Linked DNA regions of Mus musculus: region 2 is linked to region 1. The links are chromatin contacts, called in public HiChIP or PLAC-seq maps. All regions are on one chromosome and are shown on one strand. The core of a region is the stretch at or near the end of the contact, and the rest is flanking DNA. Distances in the headings are between cores, read along the strand shown.

Region 1 (3,853 bases), core at 796-3,295:
AGAGGAAGGCAAGCTCAGAATACTCTGAGGATCTTGGTCAGGAAATTAGGATGTTTGCTTCTGAGTTACAGAGAGCCATCTATGATGCTATGATGCTACATTTAACATGCAATGATCAGATAAGAACTCATTTTATGGCAACAATATAAAGGCATACATATAACAGAGACACATGAGCTACAGCTCTATCATTCTATCTGAAAACTAGAAAAGCAAAACTCAGACATTTAGACTTTTAAAAGAAAAACAGTTATCTCTAAGCCAGGTGTGGTACTGCACATCTTTAATCCCAGCACTTAGGAGGCAGAGACAGGAGGATCCCTGAGTTCAAGGCCAGCCTGGTCTACAGAGCCAGTTCCAGGACAGCCAGGCCTACAGACAAACCCTGTCTTGACAAACCAAAAATGAAAAAAGAAAAAAAAAAGAGTTATGTCTAAAACAATAATGATTTGTACCCTTTTCAATGAACTGCAAGGAATCCAATGACTAATTGCAACCTTCTTCACTCTTAGAGAAGACAGTGTGTAAAAATGTGACTTTTATCTTGCCTCTGGCCTCTTAAGGGTTGAGTCTGAGAAACACACATACACAGTGGGACAGATATACTATTAGCCACAGCGAAGATCATTCCTAACACTAACACTATCAGTCTACAAAATCCATAGCCTACTTACACTTTGCTAACACGTTTATATGTATGTTTTTCTTCATGGCTTTTTATAAAATCTTTTATTAACAAAAATTTAGCCAGTAGGGAATAGGAGAGTAGACCTTAATTAACTGTTCATACAAGTGATAAAGAAGGATTTCTAATACCTTAGGTCAGGCCGGTAAAGGAGGTGGGACAGGAAAGAAGAGGCTGGAGAAGGGCTGAGAAGGGTTTCTGGGCATCCTGAAGCCCACCAGAATTGCCAAGGGGCCTACACTACTCCTATCCTCCCCCAGACCTGCCATCCCCACCCATCTACAGGTTGATTCAAAAGGATAAGGTAAAGGTGACTGAGAGGAACAGACCACCAGTACCTTGCTCATGGAAAGAGAGTGTCTTTTTGGGAGGTGTCAAGTCATGCTCTGGAAGCTGAGGTCCAGAAATCAGAACTACCACACACTGAATTGCTTCTCTGAGACTTAACACTACTTCTTAGCTCAATAAACTTCTGGAAAGTTTTTAATAACGATACCGGGTTGTCACTTGGTTTAATGGTATACAAGATCTTATCTGTCACACTTTCTTTCCCTAGTACTTCAGGAAACCCTAAAACAGCATGAAAATGGCCCTGTTCCATGGTATGGAGGCTCTGGGCTGGATTAAATCCCTGGCACTAGTGCTCTGCTGCAGTGATCAGCTTTTAGAGACCATTCAGCTAAAGCTCACCTACTCAACCCCTGTTTACTAGGAAGTGGCTTCACAGTGGTTAGTAAGCGCATTAGTCACTGAAGAGTCACTATGAACAACGTTAGCATCATCAGCTCCGCGGGGTTCCTCGAACCACAGGGGCAGAGCTCAAACATCTGGCTAATCTCTACTGTCTATGGAGAAATGAGGCCCCTTGTCATTTCTTCAGTGTCATTGCTTTCCAATCCTCTGTCCTTTGTAGTAGGTTTCAGCAGCTACAAATCCCTGCACCCCAGGTCCCAGGAGAGCCATGAGTTTCTGCCCACTACATTTGTAGACCACTGCGTTATGCTGTCAGGTCAGCAAGTGTGGCATCTACTGCTTGTTCTACTTAAAGCTGTAGCCCACTGAGAAGGTTTCAATTGTAAAGTCTAATTAATCATACAGAGCTCCCCACTACTGAACATAGCTTTGCTATGAAGCCCTTTAATTGTCTGCAACTGCCTGGTTTCTCCCTCTCTTTTTTAAAACGCCCCATCACTTTGAATTTCTCTTTAGACAACAGTCATTTTCTTCCAATTTCATCCCGCATTTGGATGGTAAATTCTTGATGGATCGGAATTGTGTCATCCCTCTATTTAGATGAATAAATTGAGGCTTTAGAAAGTGGAACAACTTGTCAAATGATAGCAAGTGGCAACGTGGGGACTCACGCCAGCTCTGAGTAACTCTAGGCTCAGGCTAGTTCCTCCCCTTATCCTCTATATCCCTGAACCCTTCCTTAGACAGCAAGTTAGCAGTTCCTTTAGCAAAACAGGAACACAGCACACTGCCAGTTGGAGGTGGGAAACATTAAAGTGATGTTCTCCTGATGGGCCACCATTCCTCCAATCATACTCTGGGGGAACAACAGCAATAGCAACACCACAAGTAACTGAATTTGGGGGCCATTATTTTTATCTTTTAAAACTTATGAGAGTGGAGATGTAACTCAGTTGACAGAGTGTTTGCCTAATATGTACAGAACTCTGGGTTCAATCCCCACCATGTTAATAGCTAGCCAGGGTGGCAGACATCAGTACTCTTAGCACTCAGGGGTTGGAAGCAAGAAGATCATAATTCCTGGCCATCCTTGTCTGTAGAGTGAGTTCAAGTCCGGCTTGGGATACATAAAAGCCGGTCTCAAACAAAGGTTTTTTAATGGGAAAGGAAAGGAAACTTGAAAAAGTTAGATGGATACTGGCAGCTTTATTCAGGACACGTGAGATCATTTAGCACAACCCTATACTGTGGTGCATGGAGTTCTGAGTGTATATGTTTCATATTTTAAAAGACATAGGACATTAACATTTCTTGTTACATATCATGAAATACAACTATCCTTCATGAATTTCACATAATTCACTAGGAGAGTATCTTGTAGCAAGGAGCTTTAACAGTAGCATTTCACAGTACAACACATACAGTAACTGACTTCAAAGCCATGAAAAAAACAAACCCGCGTTTATTGCCAGCATTTCTTTCCCCGTCAATCCTCTTCTATCCCTTTTGGTAGCTTGCTTATGGCAGTGCATAAATGTATATACCAAAACTCACGTAACTTGTCAAATGCTTGCCCTTTATTGTATGTAAATTATAATTCAATAAAGTAAACCTAAAGTCTTAAGCATGCATTTAAATAAATTGCCAAGCCAAATGCTCTAAGATCTACCATTACTAGGATTACAGCTGGCAGCAGCCTACTCTGTGCCAGCGCACGGTGATTAAGTGCAGCAACCCACACGGCGTCTGACATTCAATGAGGAAGTCACAAAAAAGTAGAATGTGCTTCACACCATGATTAATATAGGATCCCTATATTTAGTTTCTGTTTGAACATTTCCCCTCCTTTCCCTCCATCCCTGAACCCTGCTGAGGACATAGTATAAATCTGAAGGCTAAAGATCACAAAGTTTTGATGAATGAAACAGACAAGAACATGACAGACTCTTGCAGGACAAAATGAACTCCCACCCCCACCCCCGTTGTCATTTTTAAACTAATTGTAGTTATTTAAAGTAACCTTCGAGCGTGCATCAAAGTAAGCTGGGGACAGCAATGACGTGGGCTCTTTACACACTTTTATCTACAGCAGATAGAACCACGTTCCTTCCCAGAGAGGCATGTTCAGATTCTACTGCTATAGTTCTGGACGAATGTCTGTGGATGACCATACTTGGAAATGAGAGAGAACGAGAGGGGGAAGAAAGGAAGAAAACAACAATAACAAAACCCAAAAGTCCAGTACCATCTCTTGGAGTCAGAGCCTTATTAGAAGTAAAATACAACAAAAGTAACAGATATCACTTATCACGTTTCTTCATATTAAAAATAAAACCTTTGTTGTCTGATTCCTATAATTTGCAGCATAAAAGCACAGTATTCGTTAATACCTAGTTAATGAGTATGCAGTCATATTTTAAGAGAGAAAACATTACCTCAGAGAAGCCTATTTTTAAAAGCTTCTGAATAGTTGGA
Region 2 (3,853 bases), core at 703-3,202, 260 kb after region 1:
TGGCCTGGACAGAGCTTGAACACAGGACCTCAAAGCCCACACACACGGTAACACACCTACTCCAACAAGGCCACACATCCTCATAGTGCCACTTCCCATGGGCCAAACATATTCAAATCACTACAATATTTTATACTGGATTATAGTTTCTGCAGATTAGGCTTTTTAGTGGCTTCCTGTCGCATGAGGAGTACACTCTTCTAACAGTCCTGTATAAATGACCCCTATTGAAAGCTCATATCTTCCTCTTCTGGCTTTCACTTTCAACTCACCTCTTCACATTTAATATTCCTGCTCCTGCCTGAAGCACTAGCTACCCCAGGCTTCTTATGGCTCCCTTCCTTCACATCCACTTCTAAGAGGTTTCTCTAAAAGCTCCCAGCACTGTCTTTCATTCTACCTGTATTTCTTTCCATAGAGCTGTTATGGTTCGTCTTGATTGTCAGTTTGATTGGATGGAAAGATGCCCAGGAATTTAGTAAAGCACACCCTGGGAGAGAGACTGTGTCTTCAGAGACAGTTGGCGTGGGTACCATACTTCAGGGGATGGAAGACCCAGCATCCGTGTGGGTGGTATCATCCAATAGGCTGAAGGCTGATGGGACGGGAGTTGAGGAAGGACAGAGCTAGCTAGCATATGCAAGCTGTGTCCTTCCTGAGCGATGGATCAGCTGATGCTCTGCCACAAACTCAGCTGCTTTAACTCGAGACTGTAGCACTGGTGGTGTTTCTTCTGAGGCCCCCAGCTTGTTGAGATGAGCAACTCTCCTGCCTGCAGATGCCCACTGAGGGATCACTCTGCCTCTGATCATACAAGCGAATACAATAAACCTCCTTCTGTAATTATACACATATCCTTTCTATTCATTCTGCTCCCCTGGGGAACCCTAATTAATACAATAGCACTTATCAGTCTCTGAAATTGTATGTTTGCTGATTTGCTTTCTCATCTGTGAGCGCATACAGAACGCTTGAGCTTCGGGCTGCCTTGTTCACTGCTGTAATCCTGGTGCTTACAGCATTGTTTGGCACCGAGCATGTGATCAAAGGCATTTTCAATGAATGGAGAGAACGTCACTGGTGTGTTCTGAATGCTTTGGTATTTTGGTGGCATTTAAATGCTGACGACTCATGTGTTGGAATAAAGACCCCGGAAACCACAGTCCCGAACGCATTAGGCCACTGTGGGAAGGTGAGAAACAAAAGGACTAGGGAAAGGTTCCTGCCGTCCTTTCCAAATTTCTGAAAAACTTGTAGAAACTGTTAAATCTGCCCAAAGTTTACAAAATCAACTAGAGCCAGGGAGTGGAAAATATTTCATTCAGGAAAGTTACCCAGGCTTTCAAAATGACCCCTCACCCATGCTCAAGTAGGCAACAGTAATCAAACTCATTAAGAAAAGAACACACTGATGAATGCATGCACTCATGCACACTCATGCACATACATTATGAATGCATACACTCACACACTCATGCACACACACTGATGAATGCATGCATGCTTGCACACTCATATACATACATTCATGAATGCATGCACTCACACACACTCATGCACACACTCACACACACACACAATGCAGAAAGAAGAAGAGAATCCATGGGAGCAGGAGGACAAAAGGCAAATATAAAAATGTATTACATGCGTGTCTGAAAATGTCCAAAGTATTAAAAATAAGCTAATCATCAAGATAAATAATGCAGTATAATGCAAGATTCTGTTTGTTCCCCCGTGAGTCAGTTGCTTGATTTGTGGCACCAGGAAGAGATCAAAGAGAGGGTTATGGCAGCTGGATGGGTGTTCCTGTGATCTGTTGAGATCAGCCTCTGGGCTCGAGCTTTGTTCTGGGAGATGAACAATACTAAAGAACAAAACACCCATAAACCACAGAGCACAAACACATCTGCTTTGTGGCCAAGAAGGAAGGCGAACCGAGAGACAAGGGCATGTCACGATGGTGGGAACCACATGGTGGCATGACAGGCACCCAGGAGTGCACACTCTGCCACAGATCCCTGTAAAGAGGTCGAACCTGGCCTCTGTGTTTCTCTGGCGAAGACTGAGGCACACGCTGAGGCACATGGGTTACACACAGAACATAGAGGACAGCGTTACTGTCCCCTTCTTCAGATAAGGAATGCACCTTTCTCATAATTCTGAGACGATCTATGAGTCACGTGTGAGCCGAACCGTGAGGAAGGACTGCTGGGAGGAAAGCCATCTGTCACTGAGTGTTCTGGTGAGTTTGAACAGCAAGCAAAAGAAAACTAAGTGGATTGGGGGATGGGGGGACCTGTAAATCTAGTTTAGGTTTAGGTGATCCAATATGGAGAAGGTACGGAGGAAAGAATGAGAGGGCATGGAGCGAGGACGAGAACCTGAGGACCTCAGGAAGGCCCCGAGACCCGCCTGGTGTAAGGAGAGAACAGACCCTGCAGGCTATCTTCCGGCCTCCACCTGTGCACCGTACCCCAGCACCCACATTTCTAAATGTCATTTTTAAAATCTAAAGATTAGCTGGAAAACTAGAGTTACTGCTGTGAGTGGTGGAAGTGTCTCTACGTTTGAAAATTTAAGCAAGTGAGCAGAACGTTATGAGACCAAACTTCCACAGGCACACTGAGGTAAGAACCCCTAAATGTGACTTAGGGTGTGAATGAGACACATTTCAGGCTGCGAAGGAGGAGCCTAGCCACAGATTGTTCAGGTTGGAATTTCCAGTGATGCATACTAGGTGGCCTCCACAGTTAAAACCTTCAATCATTATAAAACCATCAATACCCTGCCGTGTCTTACTAAATAAATGAATTGTGTATTTGAGTCTTCCCTTATGACCTGTATCACACCGTTCTTTCAAGTCTGTGTCTCCTCTGGCATGCTTCCTGGGCCTTGTCCATGATGTTGACTTGGCTAGGCCGGCCAAATACCAGCCTCTGTCAAGGTTAAGCTCACGTTTCGGTTCCACCAAGAGCCTTTCTTAATTGCCTTTCTTTGAACTCCTAAAATACAATTTTTCAACTACATTCTGCCATGCATTGTTCACAATTGTCTCACACATATTAATGTTGGGGAGTAAACGGAAGACATTGACAGAGAAAGGGGGCTGAAGAGAGAGATGGCTCAGCTGTCAGGGCCCTTGCGCCAGTGTTTGGTTCCCAGCACCCACCATGCATGGCTCGTGACTCCCTGTACATCTAGCTCCAGGATAACCAACACTCTTTTCTGGCTTCTGCACACACACATACACACACACATATATACACATACATACACACACACATACATACATACACACACACACATATATACACACACATACACATCCATACACACATACACAAATAAAGAATACATTTCTAAATAAAGAGAAGAGAGAAAGTCAAGAGGAGATCCCCACTGTAGCTTCTGATTTGGGGGTGGGTATTGCTGGCCTTTCACTAGGGGCAGTGAAGCAGAGTGGTCCACAGAGACTCTGGCACAGGGAGGGAAGTTAGGCTGGCTGCAGTAAGCATCCGATTTCTGTGTCACTTGGTAGTATACCTTACTGTTCTGGTACCATGAGGGATGAGAGGCACACAGGGATGCGCCACAACGTGAAGCTTACTGTGTGTATTCTTGGGCCTCTCTCCTATCGTACTGAATCAGGGTATCTACAGTGGGACCCACAAATCGATTTTTAATATCACTCTAGGCAATTCAATCACATTGCAATATGTTAAATTGGTTAAATTATACTTACTTGGGGAGTGGGTTTTCACATGTGTTGCCATATGCATAAGAAGGCCAAAGGACAACTTGCATAAGTCACTTCTTACCTTCCACCTAGCGGGTGCCAGGCATCAAACTCAAG

The links. HiChIP or PLAC-seq counts read pairs in DNA pulled down with a chosen protein or histone mark.
Region 2: a BATF HiChIP or PLAC-seq map of CD8 T cells shows a contact between it and region 1, with 5 read pairs. The contact joins two enhancer-like sites. A contact is called at or near these places in 1 of 15 datasets of contacts at CTCF or cohesin (the NIH/3T3 cell line) and 1 of 115 datasets of contacts at active chromatin or transcription factors (CD8 T cells).

Annotation. Positions count from the first base shown.
Region 1 is chr3:69,438,578-69,442,430 of GRCm38.p6, reverse strand. All of the region lies in intron 1 of Ppm1l (protein phosphatase 1 (formerly 2C)-like), which reads right to left. Among named protein-coding and RNA genes, the nearest start is that of Gm52607, 22 kb to the left of the region's middle. Within about 2 kb of position 2,045, at least 62 of the 459 cell types and tissues checked have an H3K27ac peak or open chromatin away from gene starts, as enhancers often do. A contact at or near this core is called in CD8 T cells, where this site is marked.
Region 2 is chr3:69,175,705-69,179,557 of GRCm38.p6, reverse strand. No RefSeq gene overlaps it. Among named protein-coding and RNA genes, the nearest start is that of Arl14, 45 kb to the left of the region's middle. Within about 2 kb of position 1,952, at least 72 of the 459 cell types and tissues checked have an H3K27ac peak or open chromatin away from gene starts, as enhancers often do. A contact at or near this core is called in CD8 T cells, where this site is marked.